Linked DNA regions of Mus musculus: all the other regions are linked to region 2. The links are chromatin contacts, called in public HiChIP or PLAC-seq and promoter capture Hi-C maps. All regions are on one chromosome and are shown on one strand. The core of a region is the stretch at or near the end of the contact, and the rest is flanking DNA. Distances in the headings are between cores, read along the strand shown. Region 1 holds the start of Fxyd2 (FXYD domain-containing ion transport regulator 2). Region 2 holds the start of Atp5l (ATP synthase, H+ transporting, mitochondrial F0 complex, subunit G). Region 3 holds the start of Tmprss4 (transmembrane protease, serine 4). Region 4 holds the start of Fxyd6 (FXYD domain-containing ion transport regulator 6). Region 5 has its middle 17 kb from the start of BC049987.

The links. Promoter capture Hi-C pulls out the DNA fragments that hold promoters and counts their contacts. HiChIP or PLAC-seq counts read pairs in DNA pulled down with a chosen protein or histone mark.
Region 1: an H3K27ac HiChIP or PLAC-seq map of large pre-B cells shows a contact between it and region 2, with 4 times the contacts expected there. The contact joins the promoter of Fxyd2 here to the promoter of Atp5l in region 2. A contact is called at or near these places in 2 of 39 promoter capture datasets (the C10 cell line and pre-B cells), 1 of 15 datasets of contacts at CTCF or cohesin (large pre-B cells), 3 of 115 datasets of contacts at active chromatin or transcription factors (T-cell acute lymphoblastic leukemia, large pre-B cells and pro-B cells) and 2 of 9 other capture datasets (adipose tissue and liver).
Region 3: an H3K4me3 HiChIP or PLAC-seq map of bone marrow-derived macrophages shows a contact between it and region 2, with 3 times the contacts expected there. The contact joins the promoter of Tmprss4 here to the promoter of Atp5l in region 2. A contact is called at or near these places in 1 of 484 Hi-C or Micro-C datasets (pro-B cells), 3 of 115 datasets of contacts at active chromatin or transcription factors (bone marrow-derived macrophages, embryonic stem cells and pancreatic cancer cells) and 1 of 9 other capture datasets (pancreatic islet).
Region 4: an H3K27ac HiChIP or PLAC-seq map of embryonic stem cells shows a contact between it and region 2, with 5 read pairs. The contact joins the promoter of Fxyd6 here to the promoter of Atp5l in region 2. A contact is called at or near these places in 1 of 39 promoter capture datasets (hippocampal neurons), 3 of 115 datasets of contacts at active chromatin or transcription factors (bone marrow-derived macrophages, embryonic stem cells and large pre-B cells) and 1 of 9 other capture datasets (liver).
Region 5: a contact with region 2 is called in a promoter capture Hi-C map of the HPC-7 cell line, with 4 times the contacts expected there. The contact joins the enhancer-like site here to the promoter of Atp5l in region 2. A contact is called at or near these places in 8 of 39 promoter capture datasets (the 3T3-L1 cell line, 3T3-L1-derived adipocytes, the HPC-7 cell line and 5 more), 2 of 15 datasets of contacts at CTCF or cohesin (embryonic stem cells and pro-B cells) and 8 of 115 datasets of contacts at active chromatin or transcription factors (the SCID.adh cell line, T-cell acute lymphoblastic leukemia, bone marrow-derived dendritic cells and 4 more).

The regions. Positions count from the first base shown.
Region 1 is chr9:45,404,719-45,408,036 of GRCm38.p6, reverse strand. It overlaps Fxyd2 (FXYD domain-containing ion transport regulator 2), which reads right to left and starts at 1,947. Exons shown (of 6, transcript NM_007503.4): 1 at 1,871-1,947. The coding sequence starts at 1,907.
Region 2 is chr9:44,918,535-44,921,997 of GRCm38.p6, reverse strand. It overlaps Atp5l (ATP synthase, H+ transporting, mitochondrial F0 complex, subunit G), which reads left to right and starts at 1,256. Exons shown (of 3, transcript NM_013795.5): 1 at 1,256-1,388. The coding sequence starts at 1,337. It overlaps Gm30934 (a long non-coding RNA gene), which reads right to left and starts at 1,271. Exons shown (of 2, transcript XR_379340.4): 1 at 881-1,271; 2 at 1-770.
Region 3 is chr9:45,201,593-45,205,340 of GRCm38.p6, reverse strand. Tmprss4 (transmembrane protease, serine 4) reads left to right here and starts at 1,306. Exons shown (of 13, transcript NM_145403.3): 1 at 1,306-1,556. The coding sequence starts at 1,554. The region is part of intron 1 of BC049352 (cDNA sequence BC049352); the gene reads right to left.
Region 4 is chr9:45,368,263-45,371,825 of GRCm38.p6, reverse strand. It overlaps Fxyd6 (FXYD domain-containing ion transport regulator 6), which reads right to left and starts at 1,641. Exons shown (of 8, transcript NM_022004.6): 1 at 1,338-1,641.
Region 5 is chr9:44,653,555-44,657,182 of GRCm38.p6, reverse strand. No RefSeq gene overlaps it. Among named protein-coding and RNA genes, the nearest start is that of BC049987, 17 kb to the left of the region's middle. Within about 2 kb of position 1,317, at least 62 of the 459 cell types and tissues checked have an H3K27ac peak or open chromatin away from gene starts, as enhancers often do. A contact at or near this core is called in the HPC-7 cell line, the SCID.adh cell line, pre-B cells and 1 more, where this site is marked.

The DNA of each region.
Region 1 (3,318 bases), core at 698-3,197, 490 kb before region 2:
TCAAACGAACTCCCAGGATCGAGATGAAGAGAAGGCTGGCTAGAGTGACCCAGTGAAGAGGGGACCTGTGAGGACGCCCTAAAGGTTACATCACATGGGCATCATGGGATCAGACGCTGGGCATCTGAATAGAAACCTGCCCTGTCTGAAGGGACCTCAGTCTCCGGAGGGCGTGGTCCTCCCCAGCTCCCAGCTCTGTATCATAACGAAGTCAGGCCAAAAAGCCAACTCCCAGGAAGCCCCCAGAGGCCTCTATTGATATAATTCCACGTCCTCGGGGAAAGGCAATGTCTGAAATAAATTAAGGCGGAAAGCAGAGCCTCTGTGTTCAAGGAACGGGAGAAGGAATCAAGGGCCCACTGGAGTCTTCGTAAGGACACAGTGGAAATGGAAGGCAGAATCAGGGCTTGACTCATCCTAGCTTCTACTCTGCTGTGTCACTGTCCTCCGGACATACTTAACGGGCAGGAGGAGCACTTAGTTTCTGTGCATTCCCGGCCAAAATGGTCTGAGCATCAGCTCGTACAACCTGAGGCACAGTTGTTATTCCCTCTCATCCACAAGAGACTGGGGCACAGAGAGGGTAAGTAAGTCACCCCACAACCACACAGCGAGTAAGGGGCAGAGCTGGGATTTGAACCCAGGCAAAGCGTCACTATGAGTCTACGTGCTAGGCTCCCTTTCAAGTGACATAGAGGAAGAAGACTTTTTCAGACCAAGCTGCCTGCCCCTGGCCCTGCCTCCTGTGGCTCCTTCACCCTGAAGGAAGCCGATATTCTGCTCTCTGCCAGCCTGAGCTCAGAGCACTTACCCTTGGATAGCTGGTAGTACAATGGCCAGCAAAGCTACAATCACACACACACACCACCCCCATTCCCCACTCCATGCCAGCTGTACTCTCTGCTGCCCTGCTGGAGCCCCTCTTGTCCGGGGCCTTTTCTAAAGGGATGAAAAAGTTAACAATTCCCAGGCAACTTTGAACTGTGCCCCTGTAGTGATCAGCCAGCCGCAGGGTCTGGTGAGTCCAGATCCCTCCAGTAGCCAGAGGGGGTCAGTGCTGGTGAACCTCAGGTATGGGTTGTTCAGAAAGGTCAAAATCTAAGGAGAAGCCACAGTGACCCAGGCTCTGCATCCATGCAGAAAGTCTTCCCACACTTCCGTCATGTTCAAGGTCAAATGGGGAGCTAGCATCAGCCTCAGCCAGATCCAAGACAGGACCCCAAACCCCACCCCACCCCCATTTCCCTTTCAGGAAGCATTTAATGAGTCCCTCTTCCACCAGTGTTCTAGGTCAGAAAACTCAACATCTATGGACCGGCAGGGGTCCTCTTGGGCTCCAGGCCTGAGTCTGTGGATTTCAAAACGCTGGGCTTTTCTTGTGACCCTAAGCCTTCTGGGGAAGGCTAAGCTAAAGGGCTGCTCCTCCCATCTCCAACCCCGGCAGCCCCTGACCACTTTGAAATCTTAGTTCTCCATCCAAGATGAGAAAGTCACACTGGGCAGGGCGTGGAAGGCTGAGGCAGGAAGAATGCAGTGAATTTTAGGTTATTCTGGGCTATATGAGTTCCAGGCCAACCTGGGCTACAGAACAACACCCTGTCACCCAGAACAAAGTCACATGTACACACACACGTACACACACACACACACACACACACACACACAAACACACAACACACATAAACACACACACTTCTGATGCTCCAACTTCTGCTATTCTGCTCTTTTTCTGTGGGGGTGGGGTTGAGGATCCCTTCTGAATGCTAATTTTCTAAGAGAGCCACTGGCTGGGGAACTCCAAGGAACAGGAGAGGGAAGGGGTCTAGCTGCCCACCAGAGCCAGTCCCAGGCAGAGTCCTGCCAGTCTCACCACTGTTCGCTGACAGATCTGATATTTCCCCAGCCATCGGGGCTTCTCCACGACGGTCTTCCTGTGGCCTCTACTATGGGGACAGTGTCTGCCGTGGCCAGGGCAGAGGTGGGGGGGCATTAAATATTAACAGTGTCAGGTAATATTTACCCCAGTCACAAGAAAGGCTGAGTGTCCCCAGAGGGGCTCTTGCTGACCCAGGCAAGGGGAGGTATGGGGGGAGCCAGAGGCAGGGAGGAGCTGCCTGAGGTCTCCAGCCCCTCCCAGAGGAAATTTCCAGAGAGCAGGGCTGGGATGGGCAGCAACAGTATTCTTCCATCAGCCGGGGAAGCCGCAGCTGGGAGTGAGATGAGGAAGTGAGAATTTCAAGATGCACTCTCGGTGAAGGGCACATGGGAAGTATAGATAGGGGTCCTGGGTCGGGATGGGGACTTCCAAGTCCCTTAGCCTCCAGAGCTTCCTGCAAGGCCCTGTGGATAGCACCGTGACAGCTTACATTCTCATGGGGCAGTCATGTCTCCCCGCCGTGTTCCTAAGGAGCCCGGCCTGGCTCCCTTCTTACCACAGTCCTGTGAATCTTGGGTCCCCAGCAGGATCAGCCTCAATAGCACTGCTGTCCCTGACAGCCTGTCCTGACTTGTTTTATTTATCCTGGTCCCGAGGCCACCACAGTTAGCCACTCACACCTCAGTCTGAAATCCTCCACCATCCCTGACTAATGTCCTATCCTGATGCCCAACACTCCCTCTTGCGGCTGTCACCATATGCTTATGACTCTTTCAGGAAGAAGCTCAGCTTGATCTTAGGGCTTACAAAGCATTTTCTAGCTGTTGTCTCCCTTTTGCTTTAGTTCCTCTCTTGACATGAGCTATCTGAGGTATGGAGAAGCTGAGGCCCAAGGTCAAACATCCAGTGAGAGTTGAAGACAAATAATGGCTATCCTTTGAGATCCAGGGCTCAAATGCTATGGCCATACCCACCCACCCACCCCCAGCCTGTCCTGCACTCACTGTAACCATCCCCTTGGTAACTATGGTGTGGATTCTGTAAGACCACAGTCTTCTTTGGGTTCCAGATGGTCGACTTGGCCTCCAAGAAGCTAATATCCAACACTAGCAGATGATATATAAATAGATACACAGGTGATAGGTAAACAAGAAATAGATGATAGATAGATAGATAGATAGATAGATAGATAGATAGATACATACATACATACATACATACATACATACATACCTGCATGCATACCTGCATGCATACAAGCTATATAAGTGATAGGTTGATGGAGAAATGATACCAAGATGGATAATAGATTTATGGATAGATGGATAGATGATAGATAGATAGATAGATAGATAGATAGATAGATAGATAGATAGATAGAGATAGATGGATGAGTGCATGCATAATACATATATATACACATACATAGCTACATACATACA
Region 2 (3,463 bases), core at 7-2,506:
ACTTCCAATCTTCAGGCTCCTGTATGCTGGTATAATGTGGGTTTCAGGTTATCTTTCCTGCTTTAATTTGACTTCACTGTCTAAGGCAGCATGTCTCTCCCTCACTGATTCCTTGATCCCACTTCTAACTTTTCTAACCACCCCATGAATTTTACTTCAGGTTTTTTTTTGTTTTGTTTTAAAAGATGTATTTATTATTATATGTAAGTACACTGTCGCTGTCTTCAGACACACCAGAAGAGGGCATCAGATCTCATCACAGATGGTTGTGAGCCACCATGTGGTTGTTGGGATTTGAACTCCTAACCTAAGCGCAGTCAGTGCTCATAATGCTGAGCCATCTCTCCAGCCCCTCAGTTTTTCTTCTAAAGATTGGGCTTTTCCAGAACTTGTTCTCCTCATCAAATGTTACTTTCCTACATAGTTTTTGGGTTTCCTGGTTTGTTTTTGTTGTTTTCATTCATAATGTCAAAGTTACAGCCTTTGGAATTTGTATATTTTCTTATACACCAAGAATCTCTACGCCTTCCCAGATCAGCACCACGCTTAACCTTATGTTCCTTTGCGTATTTATCTTGCAACTGACTCCTTCTATGACTATTTAGGAATCTTGGTCTCTAAGGGGATAATGCCCAAAGCATGCTTCCACCAAATTACAAAATGCCTGGCACAGTGCAACACCCTCAACACACATGACTTTCTTCCTCTTGTCCGCACAGCTCCTACTGGCTTGTTTGAAAAACCGGATTGGATCCCAATTCTGATACTGGCTGCGGAGGAAAACGGAATTATAAAAAGTCAATTAAAGAAGTCGGTGAATGGGTGAGTCACATAATGTAACGCCTATGTGGCCCCTTAAAGCTCCTATTTGACCTCAGACCTGCTATGCCTTTAAAGCGAACGTATAGGCCCACAAGCATCTTATGAAGCCCTCCAGCCTCGTTTTCCATGTTTTCTGAAAAGCTATAAAACTGCCGCAAGCTAATGTGGCGATCAAGCCAAGAAAACCAATAACGCATGCGCATTTCCCCCACTTCACCGATCTTCCGGACCAACATGAATAGCTGTCCCAAGTAATGCCTGCTCCCTGAGGAATCTCAGGATTCTTCACGTGTTATCGCGCCTCATTTTTTTTTATATCTAGGTTTTTACTTGGAGTGAACAAAGTAAACTGACTAATGAGATGCCACAAACAGGGAATCAATACCTATATGTTTTGAACAGGCACAGAGAGGGGCAGCCTGACCTTGGAAATGGGGAAGGGGTCCTGCCGCGGGTCCTTCCGGGGGTGACATTCAGCCGGCGGTTCGGGGAGACGTACCTTCCACCTTAGACCATGGCCAAGTTCATCCGTAACTTCGCGGAGAAGGCACCGTCGATGGTAGCCGGTGAGCGCAGCCCGGGAGAGGCTCGCGAGGGGAGGGATTGTGCTGCGGCACCAAGGGGCCGTGGGCGTCGGGAGGGCTTCCAGGAGGCCACTGTAAGGCCGCAGCCTCGCCTGGCCTGCCCGCGGCTGCTTAGAGCTCACAAGCTGCAGGGTCCTAGCTCGGCCGGGGAGCGAGTGGGTCGTGTAACTCTGCCCGGCCTCACTCCGCCGCGAACGCCGTGATGCCCCCTTACCGTGCCGGGAGAGTTGGGAAGGGAGGTCGGTAACAGGGGAGAGAGAGGTCACACATCAGACCTCATAGCTGGTCTGCGTCTCAGCGAAGTATTTGAAAGCCATCAGAAATTTTAAAGACGGGTGAGAGATCTTTGAAAGTTATGTTTGCTTACCATCCTGGTTAGAGCCTAGAGAATTCTGCGTCCGATGAAGGGAATTTGGAACGTAGGGGTGAATATCCCCTCCCCAGTCAGCACAGAAAGCGACGCCTGTCAGCAGTCGTCTTCAGAACCTTGGCTTGGCATTCGTGAGGTTGTTTTGTTTGAAAATTCTGATAGACCGCGGTCTCTCAGATAAACACTGAGTAGTTATAAGCCTGAGCAGTATGTTCAATCGATACAGTTCTCTTCTGAGTAGAAAATTACTGTATTTTTGAAGCAGGAGATTAAGTTTACAATTTCTTCTTTTCTGTATTGTATTAAGTGGTTGAAGGTCCTATTTCCAAATGTTCAAATTTGGTTATGAAATGTGAATTGAAGGTGGATTTTTTTTCAAAGATTTATTTATTTTACTTATGTGAGTACACTAGCTGTTTTCAGACACACCAGAGAAGGCCATTGGATCCCATTACAGATGGTTGTGAGTCACCATGTGGTTGCTGGGAATTGAACTCAGCACCTCTGGAAGAGCAGCCAGTGCTCTTATCCGCTGAGCCATCTCTCCAGCCCTCTGAGGTGGAATTTTAAAAACTTGTAATTTTGAGCTTTCCAACCTGTTTGCATATTTAGTAATTCTTTTTTTTCTCCCCTTCATCACCAGCTAGTGAGCTATTTAAACCCTTAAAGTGCCAGCCAGAGTCTATAAATACTGGATTCCTTCCTATGGAACCTGAGGCTGCCAATAGCTGTTTTCCAAAGAATTTCCTTAGTAAAAAATCATTAGGTGATCTGAAGCAACGTACTACAATTTTTACACCAATACAACCAAAAGGCTTTGACGTTTGGACTTTGATGGTTTGAGGTGCTATTTTTAATATTTCGTAGAGAGTATTTTTCCGGCCGTATGACTTTTGCATCTTTTAGGTAGCTTGTATTCAGAAATTTAAAACTGATTTTATTGATGAAATCCAAAATGAAAGACATTATCAAGGTAAACTTTGGTCAAGAAACAACATAAAACCTTTCCACTGTTGTAACTGTAAGATAACTTGTTCTGCCAGAAGTACTGAGACCTGAGGGCTCTGAGGGAACAGAAGGTTACGTAGACTGTGCTCTGCAGCATAGGCTGGGGCTTTTTTTTTTTTAAGATTTATTTATTTATGTATGTGAGTACACTATAGCTGTCTCCAGACACACCAGAAGAGGGCGTCAGATCCTATTACGGATGGTTGTGAGCCACCATGTGATTGCTGGGGATTGAACTCAGGACCTTTGGAAGAGCAGCCATCTCTCCAGCCCAGGCTGGTGTATTAAGTGTGAATGTTAAAGTATTTGATACTGACTACTGACTAGATCTTTCAGTTCCCTAGGGCATGTAGCTAGAGAAAGAAGTCAGTAATTATTATCATAGTTCCCCCAGAAAGGTGAAAGTCTATTTTTTTGTTTTGTTTTTCTTTTCCCTTAACTAAGCTATAAATTTTACTTATGTTTCACCCGCTTTTCCATTCATATATTTTGAGTCTACAAATATAGGATATTACCTTAGAACTAGTTTCTTGTGTCTGCAATCTCCCCTTTCTTATATCTGATCTCTACTTTCATGATTTGGCCACTTGGAGGTGTCTGCCTGGATATTTTGAAGAATGTTCTCCAAACTGGTTATCTTGGGTTTCTCTAATGATTAGCCTGGAATTAGGGATTTTAA
Region 3 (3,748 bases), core at 57-2,556, 280 kb before region 2:
GCCAGGAGTGCTGAGCAATCACCCTGCTGCCAGCCCTGCCCTGCAGCAGTCCCTCCTGGCTCACCTGAGCACTGGGTGAGGAAAGAAAACATATAGGCCAGATGTTTATCCTGGCACAGACTGGAACCCAACAAGGAAGGCCTGGCCACAGGTGACCCACCGCTGAAATTCTTCTTTAAGAAGCCGTGCTATGGCCCCAAACTTCCTGCTCTAAAGGTCTCTGTCTGGGGTGAGGAAGTTTGAGAGCCTCGTGGACTCAGAAGGCCCTGAAGACCCTATAGGTTTGGCCTCAGATGGAACCTAGGCTACTCAACATAGACCATAGCAACCATATCCCCAGTGTTCTGATGCCTCTGTAGGGTCAGGATGGCAGCCCATCCTGACTGGCAGTGGGAGAGGACTCAGGTTCCAACCACCACTGTTCTTCTGTTAGAAACTTCTTTACCATCCCCAAAGGTCGAATAGAACAAAATTGTCTCCATGAGGTTATCATGAGAGTTAACGAGATGGCGCACAGAAGCACATTGCTAAATGGAAGAGCTAAGGCATACATCTTACTGTTCTCCCAGGAGAACCAGATGTGAAACAGAACACAATGTACATTTTTTTTAATGTGTATGTGACGGGAGGTTTTGCCCCAGGGACTCTGTAAATGTCCAGGTCCCTTTTAGCTGTACAGTCTGATCCCAAAGTTCCACTTCATACAGCCCCTGGCCTGGGGTGGTTCCAACTATCCTATGTGGCAAGACATGGATCAAAAATGAGCCTGTGAAGAAGAGGACCTAGCCCTAGTTGTAGTACACTGGTGACTTTCCAGCAGTACGCTATTTGAAAGGCGCATTGCTTGCCAGGTAGGTTAGGTTGCTCATTCGCCCAACACTCACTCTGAGTCTTGGGAAGGGAAGAACACACATGTTCTTTAGGGATGAGATCCACATGGACACCCCAATCCTAATGCCTGACACAAGCTAGTAATCTACCGTGCCAACTTCCTGCAACCCACAAAAAAGCACCGCCATGGTGAGAAGTCACACAACCAGAGGAAAGAGAAAGAGAAAGAGTTGTCTGCCGTCAACTAGCCTCAGCCAATGCCCGCCCTCCTGCCTTCCTGGTTGGATGAAAGGCATTCAAGCAGATAGGCTTGTGTAACTCTTTAGGTGTGTCACCTGTCCTTAGGCCTATGAACCACTCCAGGTGTTGTCCCTGCCCCTAACGACTGGGTGTCAGATTACAAGACACATAATCATTCCAGTTTGGCAACTTCACCGGTTGTGTTATAGGACTTGACCAGCCCCAATAGTCCTCAAGTCACTCCTAGATACAGTGGCAGGTGGTAGCTGGCTTGCGGAAGGAAGAGGAAGAAGAGAATGTGGGCCATCAAGGAGCAAGGCCAGCCTTGCACTTGGGCCCCCTCTGCTCAGTGCTGACCAGGGCTTTCTGAGCCGCTTCCTAATGAGGCTCATTTGAAGACCCCCCCCCACCCCCCTCCTGCTGTCTTGGGTGGCAGAGCTAGCTCCAGGCTGTAAGAAAATTAGGAGGATTACCAAAGCAGTATGGTAAGTACAGGGGCCCTCAGGGTGGGGAGGGCAGCTGTCCACAAAGGGCTGTTCAAGGAACCTGTGGGGTCATTAACTGAGAATGTTATAACACCTTCCAGGCTTAATAAAAAAGAGGTCACAATTGAGTCACCTCCACGTCCAGCCTCTCATACCCATCAGGGCTCCTCTGCCTCCATCATTGAAGGTGGGCGTAGATAGAAGTCAGGGCTGTCTTTGTCCACCAATCGCCTCAAAGTCATGCTTGTTCCTTTGCATACTGTCTCGTGTGTGTGTGTGTGTGTGTGTGTGTGTGTGTGTGTGTGTGTGTGCGCGCGCCCTGGAGGATGTCATGGTTTCTTCAAAGGCAAGGGCTACTTTGGTGTCACAGTGACCCTCAGACACTCCCTGAGAAAAGTCACTCCTATCCTTTATAAAGAAAACAGTATAGATATGCCCCCCAAAACAATCAGGGGTGTCTGTGGGGCTCTTCTGTTTGATCTCTTTAATGCTCATCTCCATTGACTATCTTTAGCATCTTCTGCTGCTGGCTTGTCCTCTCAAGGGGGACAGCTGAGAACCAGGAAGGGGAAGAGATAATCGCCAGGCCTAAAGTGGGAGCCAGTGGGTCTTGATTCCCCAATCCTCAGCAGTCGCTCAGGCAGTAAAACAGAAAGGTTGAAGAAAGGACCTGCCTCCCCCATGACAAAAGGGGGTAGGTGCTACCTAACGCTTCCAGTGACCCACTAGTAAAAAAGTCTTGCAAAATGCTAGTGTCTGGTAAGGGCAGAACACCAGGAACTGCCTTGTCGGTACTAGACCAGGGCTGGGACTGAAGCACTAACTACCTACTACTCCATCAGAGGGGGTCCTGTGCAGAGGTGCCCCCACTGGGGTCAGTGAGGAAGGAAGGGAGCAGTGCCCACCTCCAGACTGTGAGCCACTGCTTTGTAGCACTGAGGAACCCTGGGTTGCCCCCTCTTGGATGAGCCACTGGCCAGGGTGCCATTTCTAAGGCAGCTGACAGGAGCAAAAGCTGATGTGGAACTCAATACCAGGATGCCAGCTCTCTGCAAGGTCTTGAGACTTTAATTTCACTGAGATTCAACGCATCCTCTACCCCTGTAGAAGGGAAACAGCGTGGTTCCCAAAACCCCTGGCACATACACAGGATGCTTAGAAAGGCTGAGCAAAGCAATGTGTGTGAACAGACTCTGTAAAGCAGGAAGCCCGAGCAAATGAGAGGCTGTAGGTAATAAGGAACCCATTCCAGGAAGTGAGAGCCAGAACCATGTCTCACCCTGCCCTGCTGCCACCACGGAATGAAAGTTGGGTGTTGCTGATGAGGGAGGAGGTAGATGGTCAGCATGGGTGAAGGGTCAGGCCACAAGGTCACAGAGCAATGGCCGCTAGACTGCAGAATAGAACTGCCAAACTCTGGCCCTGAGCAAACCACTAAGCTACCTGTGTGTGGCAACCAGTCCTTTCCCATTGATGAGGCCAGAATGAGCCTAGCTCTCGGCCCACAAGAGAGGACGGGGTAACACAGGCCAGGCTCAGCCCTCCCTGCTCTTTCCCTCTATCCTCCTGCCTCTCCCTGCAAGAGCTGGTCAAAGTCCAGCTGCCAGTTAACAACGGTTTTCCTTGTGTTTACTCTGCCAGTTATGTCCAGGGAGAGCCACAGCAGGCCACCAGTCCTGTGCCGAGTGAGAGTCTAGTGTCTGACCTGCCACATGTCCTCTGCATCTGAGACCAAAGGGGGAAGTTGGGGACCTCTGACTAGCCAACCTGGGCACGATTCATTACTACTCTGTAAGTCCTAAGCACACTAGGCTCCAAAGAAGAGGATGTTATTATCCAAACAAGGCAGGGCCATTATTAACACCCAAAGTCAGTCTCAACCCTTCAAGGTATTCCCCACTGCTTTCCTATTCTTGCCTCTACTGCCCCAAAGTATTTTGTGGGCTTGACTGGAGGACTGTGGCCAATGAATAGGCCAGCCCTCTGGCAACAGAGGTCTAATAGCAGGTGGACTTTCCACTCAGATTGAATAACAGACTTCAGGAGCTCTGGTGATGTCATCCTTGGCTTTGGGGTGGCATATTTAGAGTTGGGTAGTAGATAGAGCTGGGTGATGCTCTCTCTTCATACCTGCTTCCCCACGGGAAGAGAACCTGATGTCACTGCGGCTCCAGGGAGCCAGCTGCGTAATC
Region 4 (3,563 bases), core at 392-2,891, 450 kb before region 2:
TTGATGTGTTGTGGTTTCATGATGTGTTACTTGGTGTTCATGTGATATAAATGTGTATGTTATGTGTGTCCACTATGCTAAAGGGCTGTGAGGGTTGACAGGTATGTGAGGCTGTGACGATATTGTGTGTAATGTGTGAGCACTTGTGTTTGTGGTGCTTGTGGTGGTGGGATGGGTAAAGGGCCAGGCAGTTTAGAACGGGAGCCAGACATAGGGTGTCCTCCTTTAAAAAGCAAAGGGTAACCAGTATCTAAGCAACCATATTGGGGGGAGGGGAGGCAATTGGAGGTGAGGAATGGGCAGAAATCTGAGGGAGGTTGAACTGGAGGGGTTTCCATGGCAACCATGAGACAGGTCACGTGCAAAAGGCCAAGTTGGAAAACAGATACACACATTCATACATCTACAATATGAGGGCAGTCAGAACACTAGTGCCAAGGGTCCTTGAGAGGGCTGAGATGCCCACTGGTCCCACTACAAAGGTAGAAATCCCAATTCCAGTAGCGCGGGAAGACAGGTTAGACAAAGGAAATAAAGACAGAGGGTACATTGATGGAGCCAAGCCTCCAGGCATCACAACCTCTGGGTCTGGAGGTTGGTGGCAGCTTGGGTGGGCCGGTATTTCCAACCTGACTGCTCCTAGGAGCAGACGCCCAGAGACCCAGTCTCTCAACCAACTCTACAGAAAAGCCCTGGGCAGACATAAAGCGGGGAGGCTCCGCCAGGGCCAGCCCCGGTTGGGAACGATGGAGATAGGGTACTAGCAGCCCTGGAAAGAAAATCGAGCTGGACAGACCAAAAGAAGGCAATGCAGTCAGATGAATCCCCTCATCCTCGAACCCCAACGCCGTCTACAGGGCCTCTTCGCCACTCCCGGAGCCCACGCCCACACCCCACAAGCACCAAGCCAGCAAATTTCCATTTTGTGTGGCCCATGTGTCCACATTCACATTCCTTCATTCCCGGGTCCTCGCATCTCCATTCCCCGCAGGGTCTCCCGCTTCCGAGTAACAAAGGGAAGCTCCCCTGCTAAAGGGTCCTCTATCCTTCTGGAGCTCCTGATGCAAGCTCAGGGCAGCCTCAAAAGCATTTTCCAGCCACCAGCATCGCCCACCGCCATTGCCTGCAACCCCATCCCGGTATCCTTAGCTTTTGGAAGCTCATCTACTTGTTTACATCTCCAAATCCATTTCCCGCCGCCCAGGCAGGGACCTGGGCACACACCCACTGAAACAAACAAGACTCGGAGGAACCTGGCGCTAGAGTGACGGATCCCCACCCAAGCCTCCTCCACTCGGAAGAAGGTGCCAACTTTGCCCACCTCCCTTGCTGCTCACCTAGGCGTTGGGTCCCCTCCGAGCGGATCCCAGAAGGACTAGCAGAGTCCAAGCAGCCGGGAGTGGCGCGCTGGGGGCAGGGCGGTGGGCGCGGCTTGCAGCTTTCCCGCCTCCCAGAGGGGGCTGACTGGTTGGCCTCCCCGGTCGCCCTCGTCCACTGGCTTCTGGGTCCCCTTGCAGACCCCTGTGATGTCGCCCGCGCCCTTCTCTCTGCGAGCTCTTCGCAAAGGGAAGTGAGGCTTGAAGAAGCAACAGGAGACGCGCGGAGGAGGCGCCCAGCGCCGGAGCGGATTTGCCAGCAGCTGTTGCTTTTTGATTCTCCCCCCCTTTGGTGAGGGTAGGAAATGAGCCAGACCAACACCGTGACAGGGCTGGTGTTTTTCGGAAATAGGAAAATCAGGGGAGAAAGGCAGAAAAATAGGAAACAACGGAGCATCAGCCACCTGCAACCTGCGTTCATTGGCTGTGTTCGCAATTAGCATGAATGGGAGCCAGAGTTAGGTGGAGTGTTGTTTGCAAATAGAGCTGGTGGGCTGTGGGGACAAGACCCTCACATGAACCAGGGTTTTGCTGCCCAGAAGCCCGTTTTCAAGACACCCATCTCCATCCCTAACTCCGGAAGGCTTTAAGAGTAGCTCTCCCCAGCCTAGTCACTAAGAGTCAAAATTCGAGGTGACAAATTAATTTAAAGATTTACATCCTAGCTCTGCAATCCTACCTGTAGCATCAGTATGAACACTCATATATGGAGTGTTCCTTTCCCTAATCTAGGAAAGGGAGGTGAGACTAACTCCCAGCAAGGGTTCCATTGACTAACTCTAAGTAATGATAGAAGAGCTTGCAAGAATGGACAGAGGTCACCCCACCCCACCCCACCACCCCCAGCAGGTTGGTATCCAGGAAGCTCTGTAGTGGGGAAGGCTGTTCTAATTAGCCAACTGAAGGGATGCTGTAGGGAGGCTGGCCTACCCTGTGCTGAAGCATTGAGGAGAGCAGCTGGCATCAGCCAATTCTAGGTCTTATCACGAGGCTTTCCTGACAACCCCTACCCCAGAAATAATGGGCTCTACTAGCAAGAGCCCAGCCCTGCCTCTCCAGCACCACAGCACCAGGACAGTTACTCATTTGTGAAGAAGAAGAAGGAAGAGGAGGAGGAGGAGGAGGAGGAGGAGGAGGAGAACAACTCTTTTAATCCCAACACTTGGGAGGCAGAGACAGGTGAATCTCTGGATTTGAGGCCAGTCTGGTCTAAAGAGAGAGTTCTAGGACAGCCAGGGATACATAGAGAAATCTTGTTTCAGGGCATGAAAATCTTCCCTTTTCAGAGGAAAAGGAAGAAGAGTTGAAAGAGGAAGAAGAGGAAGCAAACAAACAAACTTGATAATTCTGTGGCCTTTCAGCTTGGTTGAATCACTTTAACAAATGGTCCAGTCTCAAAGGCCAAGGCAAAAAAACAGATGGGAAGTCAAGGTTGCCCTAGAACTGGCAGAGAAGCCATCAATGGCTACCAGGAAGAAACTGGGTTACCTTGCTTAAGGGGAGTCTGTAGAGGATAGTTTGACCCCTTAAGCATAGGACCTTGGGCTGAAAAGACTCCACCCTGGCCCAGTTTCATAATCACTAGGGTTCCTGTGACAGTTAAAACCCTTTTATCAAAGTCTGGCTCAAGTCTTGCCAATCCACGTGGCTCCAGACAGCGGCCTGACCTTCTGTCCCAAACTTTTCCTCTGTAAGCTGAGGACTGTAATCTCCTGTCCCTTTCCACTTGCTGTGGGTGGGAGAAATGAAACCACACTGCTTACTAGTTCCCTGTCCTGGGCAAGCAGATTGGTCCTCCCTCCCAGTGCCCTTGAGTCCTGACATTTCCCACCTCTAAGTTGTCTGTTGGAGTCGCTCCTTGTAAGTGGTTGCCAGCTCAGGCTTTACAGGCCAGTTTGGGAAAGGATAGGCTGACGGGTCAGAACTTCTAAGCCCAACCACCTGTTGGTTCAGCCTGTCTCCTGCCAGAGAACATGGCCAAGCTACTTCCGGGCCTGTGTCTGATGCTGCTGATAGTCCTGGCTATGGAGGAGAGTGGAATCCAGTCTGTGAGGACTGGCCAGGGCCAGCCTCTCAAATAACCTTTCTTGTTTATCCAGGTGGAATTTGGGGGTTTCTGCTACAAAGCAACACATAGCCTTGCCCTGGGAAAGTCACATCTCCCTTCTAGGGAGTAAAGAAACACAT
Region 5 (3,628 bases), core at 68-2,567, 260 kb after region 2:
TATACTCGGTCATTGTCAACAACACTATGGTCATAAGGATGTACCTTACAATGATGGATTAGACCCATTCAAGGGTAGAGTCCTTCACAGGCTTAGCCATGGAAGCGAAGGTAATACGGCTGCCTGGTGCCTATCTGAATTCCTTCATGGCCAGGATGTGGTAGCAAAGGGATCTGTGCCTTCCCACAATGAGGAAATTCCTCAGTTGCCTATAATCAGTTGTGGGTTGGTCTGGAGCTGCTACGTATTCAAATGCTAAATTTTATACCTGTCTTAGTCAGGGTTTCTGTTCCCTCACAAAACATCATGACCAAGAAGCAAGTTGGGGAGCAAAGAGTTTCTTCAGTTTACATTTCCACATTGCTGTTCATCACCAAAGGAAGTCAGGACAGGAACTCACACAGGGCAGGAACTTGGAAGCAGCAGCTGATGCAGAGGCCATGGAGGGGTGCTGCTTACTGGCTTACTTCCCCTGGCTTACTCAGCTTTCTTTCTTTTTCTTTTTTTTTGGGGGGGGAGGGGGGGGTGGAGACAGGGTTTCTCTGTATAGCCCTGGCTATCCTGGAACTCACTTTGTAGACCAGGCTGGCCTCGAACTCAGAAATCCGCCTGCCTCTGTCTCTCAAGTGCTGGGATTAAAGGTGTGAGCCACCACGCCCGGCTTCTCAGTTTGCTTTCTTATAGAACCCAGGACAACCAGCCTAGGAATGGCACCACCCACAAGGGGCCCTCCCACCCTTGATCACTAATTGAGAAAATGCTTTACAGCTGGATCTCATGGAGGCATTTCCCCAACTGAAGCTCCTTTCTCTGTGATAACTCCAGCTGTATCAAGTTGACAGGTAAAACCAGCCAGTACGATTGACATCTTGTCAACTTGACACACAAATAGCAACAAAACCCAAAACCCAAACCAAAACAACAGCAACAACAACAACAACAACAACAACAACAACAACAACAACTACTACTACTACTACTACTACTACTACTACTACTACTACTACTACTACTACTACTACTACTACTACTACTACTACTACTACTACCTACTATTACTACTATTTTGTCCTAGAAAGATATAACTTGTTAAAAAAGGAGCCCCCAGAATTAGATTTGGGACAGGATTTTGTTCTTAATCTTTCCAGGAGAATAAAAGCATTCGACTAAGGAATCTAGACGCCACTGGACAAGTGTAACATCGGAGGAAAAGAAAACGTCCTAAGGAAAAAAAAGAGTAAATTGGCTGAATGGAATCACCCACGTCCAGCTTGTCTCTGCTGCCCCCTACAGACATAAGTGACAAATGGTCTTTACGTGGTCCCAATTCAGTGAAACTTATTTAAAATTAAAGCTGGCTTTGGGCCTGGAGCGTGGCTCTCTCCTTCTCTAAACCCACACATGCTTGTTAAAGGCTACAGTAGGCCTTGGCTTCGTAGAAGAAGAAGAAAACTGAACGGAAGGACCAACGAAGTTGGAGCGGAAGACTCGGGCAGGTCTGCAAACCAGCTCCTAGCTGTTCTTATAAACACTTCACGTAGCCGGTGTGCTGGATCCCAGCACTCTGGAGGGAGAGGCAGGCAGATCTGTGAGTTTAGGCCAGCCTTGTGCCACCATGCTAGGCACTCAACTGACCTTTAATTCCACACCTAACCAGCACTTCACCAGCGAGGGCGCGTACCCCGGAGCCCTGCTGGAAGTTTTGCTCAGTGGAACGAACTTATCATCATCTATTTTGAGATTGCTACTGATGTCGGGTTTTGACTATTTCATTTCCTGTTTATAGGAGACGTAATTGTACAGGACTTCAGGGACTGTAAGCGTGAGCCAGGTCAGACAGCAAGAAATGAAGGCAGAAGAAAGCAAATTCCCAGGAGACTCGGGGCAGGCCCTCAAGGGCTGGAAGAGAGAGCCACCTAGCGGACTCTGAGTAGAGTTCTGTTTCGTTTGTTTTGGGTCTGCGTAGCCCCTGAGCAAAGTCTAACAGGAAACTTTATTGTAGTTTCTTAATAGCACACTGTAAGGACTATTAGTTGAAAGAGACATTGTTGGGTGTGACACAGTGACATCATATAAGAAATTATCCATCCCTATATAAGTAGTCTCCAGGCCATGAGTTCTTGATGCCTGGAAGCACAAGATTCTTTTGGCAAGCATGAGTCAGACAGGGTTTGTATATTTGATATTAACTAGATTAATAGTAGAATATATCAGAGTGTTGTATTAATCATTTTTAATTATTCTAATGAAATCCTTGAGGCAATTAACTTATAAAGAGAAAAGGGTTGTGTTTGGCTTATGGTTCTGGACTGACCCATTCATTGGGACCAATGGTGAGGGTTCAAGATTGACTGATCCTATCACTTGGGGCCTCTGGTGACATGCTGTCAGGAGTATGTGTGGAACAAAGTGCTCACATTATAAGCTAGGCATCAGAGCAATGGTATTCCAGTCTCCCTTCAGATACCAGAAGAAGGCATCAGATGCCATTACAGATGGTTGTGAGCCACCATGTGGTTACTGGGAATTGAACTCAGGACCTCTGGAAGAGCAGTCAGTGCTCTTAACCACTGAGCCATCTCTCCAGCCCCTAGGGCTCATTTCTTAAAGCATCTTCCTCCTTTAATTGTTGTTGTTAGTGGTGTTTTTGTTGTTTTACTGTTTTACTTTATTTTTATTTTTTGGTTTTTTGAGATAGAGTTTCTCTGTGTAGCTCTGGCTATCCTGGAATTCACTCTGTAGACCAGGCTAGCCTTGAACTCAGAAATCTGCCTGCCTCTGTCTCCCAAGTGCTGGTATTAAAGGTGTGTGCCACCACTGCCTAGCTGTTGTTTTATTTTTTGAAACTGGGTCTCATGTGGCCTAGGCTGGCCTTAAAGTCACTATGTAGCAGTCTTGCTGGCCAGCTCTCAGTTTCATTCTTAACTTTCTTATGTTGTTCAGAATCACCAGCCCAGGGAATGGTGCCACCTATGGTGGACTGGGCACTCTGATATCAAACAACAGTCAAGATAGTCCCACACAGACAAGTCCAAAGGCCTATCTGGCTGGGTGGTCCCTCAATTGAGATTCCCTTCTGAGGTGACATTAGGCTGAGACAAGCTGACAGCTACACCTAAGTAGGACAGAGCAAATCCAATCACGGACCCAGTTCAGTAAACATTGCTCAAAATCAGTGACCCCCCGGAAGCAACGTTATGGAGCTGGACTCTAAGAAAGAACCCATGCACGTGTCAGAGGCTGTGAGAGACTGAAGGACACAGCCACCCCCCAGTGACAGTCTCCTTCCTACCTCAGGGTGATAAGGCAATGCCCAGTCAGGCTAAAGTGACAGGCGTCCTGCTGAGGTTCCCTTCTTCCATTGAAATGAACATCTTGCCTGCCTTCTTCCCCAGCACCGTGCCCCTTGCGTACTTTGAGAAGTGGGGACTCATTCATCCCCAGAGAGGGTTCCACACTAGAGAAGGCTCTAGGAAGCACCCATGTCCCAGCCTTCCAAGGCACTTGCCTTCCCCAGGGCACTGAGAGAAAGGGCAGTGGGGGTGGGGCAGAGCAGGAGACACAGCAGTGGAAGAAAAGTTAAATGAGGTAGAAGATGGAGCCTGAGAAGGAAACAAGAGTGCCTATG